Linked DNA regions of Bicyclus anynana: region 1 is linked to region 2. Evidence: chromatin contacts called from public Hi-C data. All regions are on one chromosome and are shown on one strand. Each heading gives the region's core, a stretch centred on a gene start, on an enhancer-like site or on the middle of the called end of the contact. The rest is flanking DNA. Distances are from core to core; before and after follow the strand shown.

Region 1 (6,721 bases), core at 3,565-6,064, 150 kb before region 2:
ATTATATTACTAATGATCGCAACTTCGTCTGCGTGGAACTCTGTTTTTATACCGTTTTTCCTTACCTACCGACCAACACAGCCAAAAGAACTTAAACTGATCCCTATAAAATAATATGGTCACCCATATTTCAATAAAACAAACCAAAGTTGGTCCATTTTGTCTATATATGCGAAAACCTCATGATAATCTTGCTGTCCTTCCAATGTCTATAGATTCAACTTATAGGTTTTAATAATTGAGGATGTTTTAACAAAATTCTTACTAATAAAATACTAAATTGCAAACATAAATTTTCATTAATTATATGCATTTTAAAATCAAGAGTTTTTTCAGGTTACAAATACATGTTTGATAAGCGATTAGTCACAGTGTGGTCAGCTCCAAATTATTGCTACCGATGTGGTAATGTGGCTTCAATATTGGAGTTCAAGACAGTAAATGACAGAAACGCAAAGATCTTTCAAGCCGTGCCTGATAGTGAAAGAGAAGTACCGCCTCAGCATACAACACCATATTTTCTATAATTTAAGCTTATTGTAAAATAAATATTCCAAATAATTATGTATACCAGAATTTTGTATAGTAAATTGTTACATATAGACAATATTTTATTTTTCTATCCTTTGCTATTGTTAGTGAACAACAGTGGCTTGCACTTGATACACGCAAGAATGCATTGCCTACCCTGAGGACTAATTAATTAAAAAATCATTATTGGCGAAGGGATCTTTCGTTTAGTATCATTTGTAGGAATAGTCCCAGTCAAATTAACTTTTGCACGCTACTGAAAAGCCTAGTTATAAAATAATCATTAAATGGCACACAACAGTGCAAGGCCTCTTTATTGGAGTGGCGCTTATTGACAGCCTCCGTGAGGTAGAGGTAGATTTACAAGATGGAGGTCGCTTGGTTTCGATCGCTGGCTGGGCCGATTGAGGTTTTCTTAATAGGTCCAGGTCTGGCTGGTGGGAGGCTTCTGCCGTGGCTAGTTACCACTTTACCGGCAACCGATTTAGCGAACCGGTACGATGTGTAGAAAACGAAAAGGGTGTAGATTTTCATCCTCCTAACAAGTTAGCCCGCTTCCATCTTAGATCATGACTTATGATCTAAAGGTGGGATTGTAATGGAAAAAAAGAGAGATGATTGGAACCCACCATACTGTTCTAATATAGGATGGCTGACTTAAAGTGATGTTTGTCTATGTAACAATCAATAATACACGATAATAAAAATCAGCGCAAATTGCATAAGGTACACTCCTAGGTATGGTGTGTACATCTCCAACTTCCCATCGGTGCTAATGTGATTTTCTTAGAAAAAAAACTCAATATTTATAACCAACTTCAAAAAAGGAGGAGGTTCTCAATTCGACGCGTATGTTCTTTTTTGTTAGATACCTCAAAACTTCGTAATTTTTTAACCGATTTTGAAAATTCTTTTTTGTTTGAAAAAGTATACTTCCGGATTGGTCTCATTTAATGTTCACGAAAATCGGTTTAGTAGTTTTGTGTTAAAATGAAAATAACGAAATTTCCCGTACTGTGGCGCTATCTACTATGCTAGGACACACTAAAAACAACGTCATTGGCAGTTTTTGTGATTTTGAAGTAGGTTTAATTTTTTAAAAAGATATTTATTGACCTCATAACATAATCGGAAATCTACCTCATAAAATAATAAAATCAAAACACTTTAAAGAAAATGTTTTATTTGTGAAAGTTACAATGAGGTATAAATCTCTTATTTTTTGAGTAACCCAAAACAATCTCCACAATTCACAAGTAAAAAATTGTGTTCATCAATACTTTATAATTTCAGCTAAATTATTGTTTTAGTCTCTATTGTAATCGAAAGTGTAATCAAAGTAGGACTGATCAAAACTCTGCACCCGCACATAACCATCTTCACCGCCCGATGCAAAACTCTTGCCATCAGGATGGAATGACAAACTGTTGATGGGTCCAAAGTGACCCTTGACACGACCAAATTCTTCTTCAAAGACAAGATGGAAGAAACGGGCATCAAACTTTCCTTGTCTTGTTGACGTTGTGGTTACTTCCATGGCGTCTTGACCACCACCGAGTACCACATGGTCTAAAATGGGACTGAGGGCTGCAGAGTTAACTGGACGTTCAGTTTTGTATTCCTTGAGCAGCTCAAGGGAGCTAGTGTCAAATAGTTTGGCAGTTTGATCCTTGGATGCTGTTATGAACATGGTGCCGTCACGAGATAGCTGCATATCGTTGATCTGATGTGTATGCTCTTTGATTGAATGCAGTTTTTTGCCAGTCTGTAAACAATTGTTTAGGTATGTTATAGTAAAATGACGTCTGAAAATATGTCAAGAAAATTTATAGTGAGTATTTTCTACAAATTGGGATATGGGCCAGCGTGGTGGACTAAGGCCTCTCATACGAGAGGAGATTTGTGCTCAGCAGTGAGCCGAATATGGGTTAACAATGATGATGATTCTCTATAAATTTTTTAAAGATATTTAAAGATGCATTAATCCACACACAGACATACCAGTGCACCAGAGATACAATAATTACAGATTTAATTTATGGCTTTCTAAAGTGAAAATTAAAATTATGAAACTAATAAAGTTAAAAAAAAAACATACTCGTAAATCCCATTGGATCAAATCACCAGCTTCGTGACCAGTGATGATGGTCTCATCCAGGGTTCCCCACAGCATTGATGTAACTTTTGAGTCTGTAATTTCCCATTTTAATATTGGTGCTTGAGATGATAAGGAGTCATCAATTGTCCTTGTATCTATTATGAACACCTGTGAGCATAAGAAAGCTATTAGAAAAGGCTATTATTTATAGTAAGTAGTCTACCAGCTTTAGTGCTAGTCTACAATATTTACTAAAAAAACAGTCATTAAAAGATGCTATATCATAAAATTTAATATAATTAAGTTATTATTTGCCCACCAGAACCAAAAGCAGTGCTTACAACTGACCATCAATTAAATAGTGCTAGGAGTATCCAGAAATGTATAACCTATATAATTTTACCTAAAAATACAGGGCATAGGCCTAAAATAACAAAATTACCATGACATATCTTGTAAAAATAAAAAAACATATCTGAAATATTGGCCAAAACTGATGTATTGCTGTTTAATTGTGATGTGAGAAAAGAGAGTGCATTTTAGGTCTGCCGCTACTGGTTGACAATGCAATTCTCCACAACATTTTTTTAAAGATTCTCCAATATAGGAGTCAAATGTGTATTTAAAAAAAGGATTTTCTAAATTTGTCTACAAATTATGGAAATATCACTGGACATACATATAGCGAAATGTAGAACCTCATCTGTTTTGGAAGTCAGTTAAAAGTTGATTATATTTACCACAAAGTTTATGCAGGAAATAGCAAAATAGAAGTTATTAGTTTATTATTAGTTTATTATTAGTTTATTGTAAAGATGTTTTTACTAAAATTTATAGTCTCACCTCGCAAGGATGTCCCATAGCCTTGTCAGTAGTGTAAGCCCCTTGGTAGGCACTAAAACTGAAGTTACATGTTCTCACTGAAGAGTTTGTCTTGATTGTGGCAATGTTTTTACCTGTCTCCAAATCCCATAATCTACAATAATGTAATATATTTGTTATTGTACATCAAGCAATTATGAACACACTAAAGTCATCGTTTACACCTTAATATCTAAATGGTAAAGGGCCATAACTCATCACAGAGAGGCAGCAGTTTGATCCCAGCCTCTGAACTGTTGCCATATACTACAGTAAAATACTGTAATCTTTGTTTGTGAAAAGATGGCGATTGTAACACAAAATCTTTTAAAGATTTTAGTGCAACTGCCGCTTCAACCTATATTTGTATGAAAATTGTTTTTAGCTTAAAAATTATATGATTTAAGGCTGCTACATGGAAACAGATTAAAACAGTAGTTCTGGTTAAGTAGATTTAGCAGTTTCAGTTCACTCAATTACACTAAAACGAACATATTTGAAATGACTGGTTGTTTACTAGAAATACACACTCCTAAAGCAGTCTACTCCGTATAGTTAAAGTGGAACAGGATTATTAGTCATGTTTAAAAAATATGAATAAGTTTATTTCCTACACAATATATTAGAAAGAAAAAAATCATATTCTCTCACACACAAGACAAGACATTTTATTTGCAAATCTATGTGTTGAGGAGTCATGGTAACATTTTTATTATGAGGGGAGTGCAGCATATTTATCGGCGTGATCGCTCGATCTTGAGCAGTTTACTCACATTTAATTACTCCGTTTTTATCAGCGAACTCAGACAATGGTTAAGAAGCTATTGCACTAAACTTCTATAAAATATTTCAAATATGTACCTGCAAGAACTGTCACCACCGCCAGTGATAAGATGAATGGTTTCCCAGTCGACATCTAGACACCAAACCACACCACCATGCCCGTTGAAAGTGCCTAGGCGTTCTCCATTTAGTGACCACCACACATTGGGCTTAGAGTCCTTCGCCACGGAAAATAGTAGGTCTCCTTCCCGATTATACTTGATTTGGGTTATGGCACGCTCGTGCCCTTGCAGCATCAAAGGTTTCTGCATAAAACATGATCCAAATTTTATGTTATTTCGGCGTAATTTTACTTACCTATATTAGATAGAATGACAATTGCAACAAGGTGTAAGATAACTTACCATGTTTTAAGCTTTATTTTACAAATTATAGGCACAAAATCATAAAATACTGAATAATTTATTGGCAATTGGCATGTGGCGGTACATTTATTTGACGTACGAAACGAAAGAAAAGAATTGTCATCCTTTGACATCGCTTTGACGTTAACCACAGAGAACATTGAACATACGTACTACGTTCGAAAAAGAAAGAATGAAGAAAAAGCAACACGAAAAAATTCTTATTATATATTCCTATTCTTCGATTTGTACTTTTTACCATATTTTGTTAATTTAGTAAAAAGTAGAATACTGGTAAATAACATGGCTTAGAATGTTGTCACTATTTAACACTAGATGTTCTGAGTATCGTTTATTTGACGCTTGTCATTGGCGATTATGTTGTAACTTCTCAATACTAGATGGCAGGATAATATTACTCATGTGTTTAAACCAAATTCTTATTATATATTCCTATTCTTCGATTTGTACTTTTTACCATATTTTGTTAATTTAGTAAAAAGTAGAATACTGGTAAATAACATGGCTTAGAATGTTGTCACTATTTAACACTAGATGTTCTGAGTATCGTTTATTTGACGCTTGTCATTGGCGATTATGTTGTAACTTCTCAATACTAGATGGCAGGATAATATTACTCATGTGTTTAAACCAAAGAGTAAATTAGTTTAAACCGCACATTACTACCAACCAAAGATTACAATGTATTATTGCTACTAACCGACTTCCTAAAAGGTCCGGTCCTTTGTCCGTTTTTTCAGTCTTTAAGTATGTTTTATTTCTTCGATAATCTCTCTCTCCTTTTGCGGGGCTATTGAGTGCCCAAGCAACTAGCAGTCAGGGCTTCAGAGTGAAGTACCTACGATGCAATACAAGTTGCATGGTTAAGATTACTGTCTTCTGCATTCGACCCTTGATCTAACAGTCATGCGAAAGTTTCTTATGGTATTTGGTCGAAGTTTTGACATTAACACGATTGACTGGAACGACTTTCCAGTTAATTTAACAATCACATACCAATAATTTCGTGAGCAAGGTGTGTTACCGAAAGTCAAGGTTTTCATATTTTTGTACGGTCTGACTTGGTCGCTAACAGTGGCCCTCATAAGAAAGAAGTCACTCGGCGGGCTTTGGAGCGAGTAATGCTTGAAGTTTATCTGCGGGATCGAATCAGATATGAGGAGATCCGCAGAAAAACTAAAATCACTGACATAGTTCAGCGAGTGGCAAAGCTGTTGTGGTAATAGGCAGGACGAATGTTTCGAACAGTCGATGGACGTTGGGGTCCCAAAGTGCTGGAATGGCAACCCCGTATCCGAAACTGCAATGCAATGTTGGTCGACCTCCCACTGGGTAGACGGAAAAATAAAGTGGGTTGCATGGAGCCGCTGGATGCTGGCGGCTCGAGACCATTGTGTTTAGAAGTCCATGCAAGAGGATTAGCAGTGGACGTCCATCGACTGTTAATAATGATGATGGTGATATTTTAACTCTCCAGACAATTCATTGCTAAATATCTATATTGAATCTGTGTAAATTTTCAGAATTGTGTTAAAGCGGGAATCAAAAAGGATATATTAAATGAAATACATAATATTTCACATACATTTTATTCTCTTAAGTTATTAACCATCGATTTTCAAGAGTACAACTAAAAAACAAATTAAAGTACAAACACGTTATGCATCGCTAACTAAACACAACTGTAGGTAACTTCTCTTGGCAAACCAGTTCATCCATTGACTAACATAACACCCGGCGCACCACAAACGAGACGAACACACCGATACAAACGTCTGAATCATCGTCAATACAAACATCGTATGTATACTAACTTGGTCAAAATGTATAACAACCATCATCCGTCCAAAACAGAACAGCAATCAGCAACTATGTGATCGACTACGTGTAAACCCTAACTGTATTGTAATACTTAATGTATGCTATTCCTGAAAGTCTTGAGATTGAGCGAACCCAACTAAATACGTGTAATGCACTCAGTCACTCTGAACTAAATGATATCTACGTCATATTCTATGGATCA
Region 2 (7,034 bases), core at 3,102-5,601:
CCAATTACTACCTTCTATTGGACTTGTATAGCACTAAAATTCACCAACAAAATTGTTTGTCGTTTTTTGAGGAGGACGAGGTAAACTTTAACACTAATAAATAAATCCTGTGTCCTTATCATCACCATCATTATCAACCCATATTCGGCTCACTGCTGAGCTCGAGTCTCCTCTCAGAATGAGAGGGGTTAGGCCAATAGTCCACCACGCTGACCTTCATTTGGTCGGATTGGCAGACTTCACACACGCAGAGAATTAAGAAAATTCTCTGGTATGCAGGTTTCCTCACGATGTTTTTCCTTCACCATTTGAGACACGTGATATTAAATTTCTTAAAATGCACACAACTGAAACGTTGGAGGTGCATGCCTCGAACCGAATTCGAACCCACACCCTCCGCAATCGAAGGTGGAGGTCATATCCACTGGACTATCACGGATTGCAAAAATAATCACCAAACATATGTAAATTATAAATCGTAATCGTAAATACACACACGTGCAAGTTTAACACAATGAAAAATCGATTCTATAGATGCAGTTTTTATGAACACGTTTGATCATGATCATATATTTTTGAAAGAGGGACTAGCGAGGCAGATCCTATAGAAGGTAATTTGTCTAAGTATATACAGCATTATACGTCAGCTGTATTGATGATGTACTGCTATAAGTATTAAGTAATTACTCGTAAGCATGAGATTTCACCCTTAGTCCTTATTCGCAGAAACGCTTTTTTAACGGACGTTAAAAACGCTTTAAAATATAGTATGAAGGTAAATGAAGGTCTCGTTAAAAAACTCTCGTGCGAATGATGGCTGAGGCGCCCGGTGATGCGAACCCATTAGAATATCCCCTACCAAAAAGTGCCCAACGCGGCTAAAGAAGTTTCACTTCGAAAAATACATGTAACAGCACTCTAATTTTGGTGCTATTCAAATTGGTGATTATTTTTGCATTGCTATTTATTTTAGCATTTTGCTTTCTGAAATTACATACTTGGATGGCAGTTACGTAATGCGAAACAAGACATAATGTATGCTTTGCAACGTTATTAGGTAACCCATTCTTGGTTGTAGATATCAATTTGACTTATAGGCAAATCCAGTGTGATTAGGTACGAGTAGGAACTGTTTAGTTAAATTAGGCTTTTAGTAATAATGTTTGATTTTGTAGCTCTCACCCATCATCAACATCATCATAATTATAAGCCGATGGTCGTCCACTGCAGGACATAGGCCTTTAGATTATTAAATAGCATAGGCCGGTGTTTTGGCCTGAGAGTACGGGCGCCCCGAGATCGTGAGTTAAAAAGCCCACGTCTGGGTAACGTCCGCCCATCTACTCTGCTTCTACCTTCGGGCCCCATCAGGCGATGCTTCTGCACTCGCCCAAACCCCCCGGTGACGCCGCTAAGGTCCCTTTAAGGAGCCTGCGACACTTACATAATCAGGAGAAAACTCTGCACTGACCAACCTGCATGCTTAGCGTGAACAGTATCGGGCAAATCTTTGTATATGGATGGACCGAAGGAACAAAACTGTGACTATCAGATGTTAAAGATGTTGACCATAATTACAAATTATTATCATATGCCTAGTTACATTTAATAAAAACCGCTCGACCGTTTGGTCAGACGTTTCAAGTCATAAGATATCTATAATTAAACCCTCTTATGTCGGGATCAATGCGACCATAAATCATAATTTAGACAATAATATACCAATCTAAGTAGGTACGGACATTCTTTCTTTGAACATACGACAACTATTTTGAACCTATTGAAATAAAAGGTCAAGTAACGAAATGTGTAGGTACATACATAACACTATATGACGAATAATTGAATTTTCCCTGAACATGTAAGTTACAGTAATAGCTTTCGTAGACCTTTAGCATACATGCCTTTCATTTTTTCCTTAACAAGTCAGGCATTTTTGTTTCCTGTAACACTTACTTATTAATACATTTTCTGAAAACAAACTGATTTTCGTCAATCGACAGATTTAATTATTTAAAACCTTACGTTTTCCCTTGCGCATCTTTTACTTGGAGATTACATTGTATATGTATATTATTGAACCTATTAAATATATGAGGAGTACGAGTAAATTCCAGTCGTGCGTGAAAACTGACACGTACACCCTTGTGACCGAACATAAAAAAGACGATGATGATATCACGATACCAAAATCTTTTTCAAAGATATCAGAAACTCACAGGCTTGTTACAGTTTTATGATAGTGCGAGCAAAGATAGATAGATCTAGTAGCCAGCATTCGTAAAGAAAAAAAATCTTTTGAATCGGAATAAAACTACCAAGAATAATAAGAAGCGACAAGGATGTAACTATTAACTAAGTGAAAGAGCTTGGAAAGAGTTCTAACAGGGAAGCGCTACATCTGGCAGAACTATCAGGCCTTGTCCCTTGAGTAGCTTCACTCTTTTTTACATTAGATTTATATTTGTCATTCAAAGCCTAATCATCATTGGATTGCCTTCTTCCAACTGAAGTTTGGCGGTCATGTGTAGAAAACTCTTCCGGTCTTTTGCAATATTATAATTATATACCTATTATTTTTGATCTCAAATGAAAGCGCACTGAAAAAGAATATTGATCTAGATAATTTCATTACATGCGGGGGTTTTTCAAAATTTTAAATTTTATGTTATTAAATCTTAGCATTCGAGATGAAGTGTTTCCAGGAAATTTTGAACATTTTCCTAAACCTCCACATCTCAAAAGCTTGCAACCGTCGAGTCTAAATGCGAGGTCAACCCCGTGAAAAACAAAACTTCAAGTTAGCATCACATAAAATTTACCCAGCACTCTACAGTGTTCGGATTTCAAATTCATTCACACCGTAGGTCAACTTTACATGAAGTAGGTGCGAGTGTTGGCAGCTCCGACGATTGATGGTTTCCGGATCAATTAAATATTAAATATTGAGATGGATTCGCCAGCGTATGAATGAGGTGAAGAATTATTCAGGTGATGGATGATGGCAGGGCGTTAAACTCCCCGGGTTCGTAGACCGGCCGAGTTTCAGCCAGCTGATCGAGCGTCACGCCCCGCCCGCCGTATGACTAACAAATAGTTTCCATTCGGCACCGCAGTCCGTTACTTATTAATTTATACGTGATTTATTGACGTAACAAACTACGTATGAAAGCAATTTATTCAGTAGCTTGTTAATAATTTATGTTTTGAATCGTTTTTATAGTTCCTACAGCTTGGTTTTGATTATGGATAGTTATAGTTGCCTTCAGATGAAGATACATTTTGTTCGAACAATTTATTTGGAAGTGTGCGCCTGACTTCAAAAACGTGTTAACAAAAAAAGTGCACGAATCCAAAAATATGACTAAATGGCGATAATCTTGCAAAATCCCTTTGTACGTTGCTACGAGTACGTAGATATACAAGGGACTAAGGGACGTCAAATTCAGTCCGCATCACAATTTTCTGTTTTGAATTTGCATACCTATTTGTAATTTTGTGTTTTGATTTTTTTTCTTCACCGTTATGGCCAAAGAACATATTTACTCAGGTTACGGCTATAACAAATATTAAGTATGCAGGCAGGTCATCTCCTCCCGGACAAAAATCCAGATGGGGGTACGGGCCTCGAGGCTACGCCTCCTTGCCCGGGTAAGGCGCGGGGGATCTTGTTCCCCCGGTCATGTTCTTCAAGCCCCTTTCGGGGCTGAGACCTTTCGGCCTAAGGGTAGTAGACGATGTCAATCAAAGTGCCCCGCGCGGACTGCAATTACTCGCTATCCTGCGCTGGGGCGGTGTCAAGTCCGGTATGTGCGTCATCCATCTCGTCTCCATCTTCGTCGCCGTAAGCGTCTGCGCCTGCAGGTTCGGCCACTAAAAGGAGCTCGCGAGGTAGGGGATATTAAGTATGTTGTTTTATGCATGCGTTTAAACTACTCGACAATAGATGGCGCTGCAAAATAAATGTATAGTTAATGGTCGCAAAATGTTTGCAAATTACCATTTCCATTATGGTTCAACTTACTTGCAGGGGTCCATATGAGGATTTTCTTGCTTTTCTTTCGTTTGTAATTTATTAATCTATATAAATATTAACTCAAATTTCGAGGATTTCATTAGTTGTTTATGAGTTAAACAGTATTGTGTCCATCAAGACATCTCTATGTTTGTATCCTCTTTGCACCTAGGTACGTCAATTTTTAAAAATTAAAACTTCAAAAATATTTACATAATATTTTTAATTTTTTTTACAGTTCCTGTATTAGTTTCAGTTTTATTGTAAAACATTTTAATATCCTCAAAATTGTAGTCTTGCTTATTTATCATTTTGACAAAAACTAGTTGGAAAGGATGCCTAATAACGGATACGAAACGAGCTATGAGGATCGAAAGAAACGTCGGGTGCACTTTGTATATAAACGCGAAACACATGAGCGGCAAATATTTATGCAAGAACTGAAGGATATTCGAAAGCGAAAGGAAATTTATTATGTTAAAACAATGAAAAAGCTTATCGGACCGACCTGGCTACAAGCCCTCAGTGTATTGCAAAGAAAAGCGCTAGACTTACTGGAATTTTGTATCTATCAAGATTTACTGGAAGGGCGACCAGTGAGAACAGCAAATATTATGAAAGAACTTGGATTATACCCAAGACCAAATGATGTGGATCTTATGACTTGTGTGTACCTCGGTCGCCGCGACCCAAAGGAAATGCTAGCGCATCTGTTTCTCGTGACTTATGGCCATACCATAGACGTTAAACGAGCTGTATACAACCTTAACGCGAGGCTTATGCTCTCTGGTATTTTGTACTTGGGACAAGACAATTTACTAGAATTACTAAGAAAAAGGTTTAGCCCCAATAAGGAGGAAAGACCTCCTAAAACAAAGGTGAAACGTGAAAAGAAACCTTTGCTAGAATCTCCTTACTTGCAAGAAATGACTGCAGTTTTATTTCAACGCCCGAAACGGGAACCATTTCGAGCTCCGCCTCTGCCAAATTTAGATGATCTCAATGACCCGTACGAAGAGGAATTACCTATAGTAAAAAAGCCGCCCCAGCCACCACCACCATCACCGCCTCCGAAGAAGAGGCTCCCACGAGGTTATTGCGACAAAATAGCAGGAATTATTAACTTTGAACCATATTCCACAATTACTACAACTCGCACCATAAAGACCGTGACCCAAAAAAATGTTCGGAGGGGTAGAAGTTCTAAATTGAGCCTTGCTATTAACAAGTCTTTTGGAATCAGCGTAACACGAACAAAAAAGAGAAGGAAAAAGATTACCATACCAAACACTGGCATATCCAATTCAAAATACACGATCAACGGCGTCTTTACTGTACGCGGTAGAACGGTTTTTGTCCTCGGTAATGTAACGATATTACCTTCGGAAGGAACTCTTATAAATGGTGGATATTCATTAGTGAATGGAGACTATATCAATATACATTGTGGTTTCCGTGGATTTACACCAGCAAGTAAATCTAACACGTGTGACTGTCTTAAGAATTGGCAAGACGTCGCTCTTAAATATGTCAAGGAACATAAATGCCGCTGTGGCCATCACTACGATTACGGGAACGAAGGAACGTTCCCGGCAGAAGAGCTGCCTTACTTCCATAAAGCGACGCCATTTTCTCCTTTCCAATTTAACTATCACACTATATATAATTTAGATGAGAAACAGCTGTATATTGAAAAGGAGTTCAAAAGAGTTTGGGAAACAGAGAGCGCGCTTCAAGTAGGTGGAAATGTTGCTATCGAAAAGAAAGACAAAAAGAAGAAAAAGTTAGTTAAACGTTCATCCACAACCTGCCTGGGACAGAATCCAAAACCAGAAGACTACTTAAAATGTGCATTGCGCCAGATGACACGTTTGAATGTAGCAGCTAGACTTCCTGATGTTCATTTGGTCCCGGTGTTGAAGGAATGGATGAGGTGGCGCATTTACGGACCCTACGATGCCAGCGAGAGAAAGCGCAAGTTGTTACAGAGTTTTGAATTTTGGCAAACATTCATGACGCAAGAAAAGAAAGGCTTAACTCACGTGTCACCTAAGCCTGACCCTATTTATAGCGGCGTTACGACATGGCAGTATAAACAAGATTTGAATGATAAATTTAAAAAATATATGCATAAATACAAACTGGACTTGTTCAGATCGTATGCTTATAGCACAAATTTATTGTGGCCGACTATGTTCCAAGCAGAGTTTCCCAATCGAAAGTTTCGCGAAATATATTTTTCGTATCTTTCTTCTCGCTTAGAAGACTTCCAATTTTTTCACCCTTATATAACGAGGGAAGCCGTAGAGCGGGCAACTGTTTTGAACAAAGGGAGGTACATCTGTAAACCTCATGGGGCCGAGGATGTACAACAATAATTTTTGTTCAATATTAAATGCTTTTTAAATAAAAATAAAACTCCATTTGATTGTAAACAAATACTTCTTTTCAGTTGTGTATTTAAAGAATCACATATCTCAAACGGCGAAGGAAAAACATCGTCAGGAAACCTGCATACCTGAGTGAAGTCTGCCACACCATTGCCACAAGGCTACTGTGCTTAAGTTTTAGCTTAAGCGCTTCTTCTATGTTCTATGGGCTGCTGATCTTACTATGAGTAACTGAACTAGTGGCGTAGTGAATACAGGAATATTGTAATAAAAGTCTGTAATACGCAGTTTATCCATAATTTAATGTGATAAGTATATTATAATAATATACCTATTTAGGTATTATACAAAGATATGGCTTAAAATATTTTTTCACTGAAAAACAACTAAGTTGTCGTATCCATATAAATTGCAATATATAAAACAAATTACATAAAAAAACGTAAATATTTTTGAATTTGTTCAGAGCATTTCCAAAATACTCAAAATTGATTCAATGGTTGGTGCCTAATCTGTATTTATTTTTATTCTACATTCACACTATAATACTCGAAAGGTATTAAAAATATTTCTCTTTGCAATATCGGTTCACTACATATAGGCGTATTCGCTACACAATATTATACAAG

The links. Hi-C and Micro-C count contacts between places; a contact is called where the count stands out from the background.
Region 1: a contact with region 2 is called in a Hi-C map of whole larva, with 4 times the contacts expected there. The contact joins the promoter of LOC112055316 here to the promoter of LOC112054535 in region 2. A contact is called at or near these places in 2 of 2 Hi-C or Micro-C datasets (whole body and whole larva).

The regions. Positions count from the first base shown.
Region 1 is chr4:14,363,366-14,370,086 of ilBicAnyn1.1, reverse strand. LOC112055316 (eukaryotic translation initiation factor 3 subunit I) reads right to left here and starts at 4,814. Exons shown (of 5, transcript XM_024095375.2): 1 at 4,678-4,814; 2 at 4,352-4,578; 3 at 3,473-3,605; 4 at 2,630-2,797; 5 at 1,694-2,296. The coding sequence starts at 4,680. The coding sequence ends at 1,838. It overlaps LOC112055312 (serine/threonine-protein phosphatase 6 catalytic subunit), which reads left to right. Exons shown (of 6, transcript XM_052891443.1): 6 at 337-607. The coding sequence ends at 527.
Region 2 is chr4:14,212,412-14,219,445 of ilBicAnyn1.1, reverse strand. LOC112054535 reads left to right here and starts at 4,351. Exons shown (of 1, transcript XM_024094359.2): 1 at 4,351-6,571. The coding sequence starts at 4,351. The coding sequence ends at 6,393. It overlaps LOC112054536 (ras GTPase-activating protein raskol), which reads right to left. Exons shown (of 19, transcript XM_052881290.1): 19 at 6,687-7,034.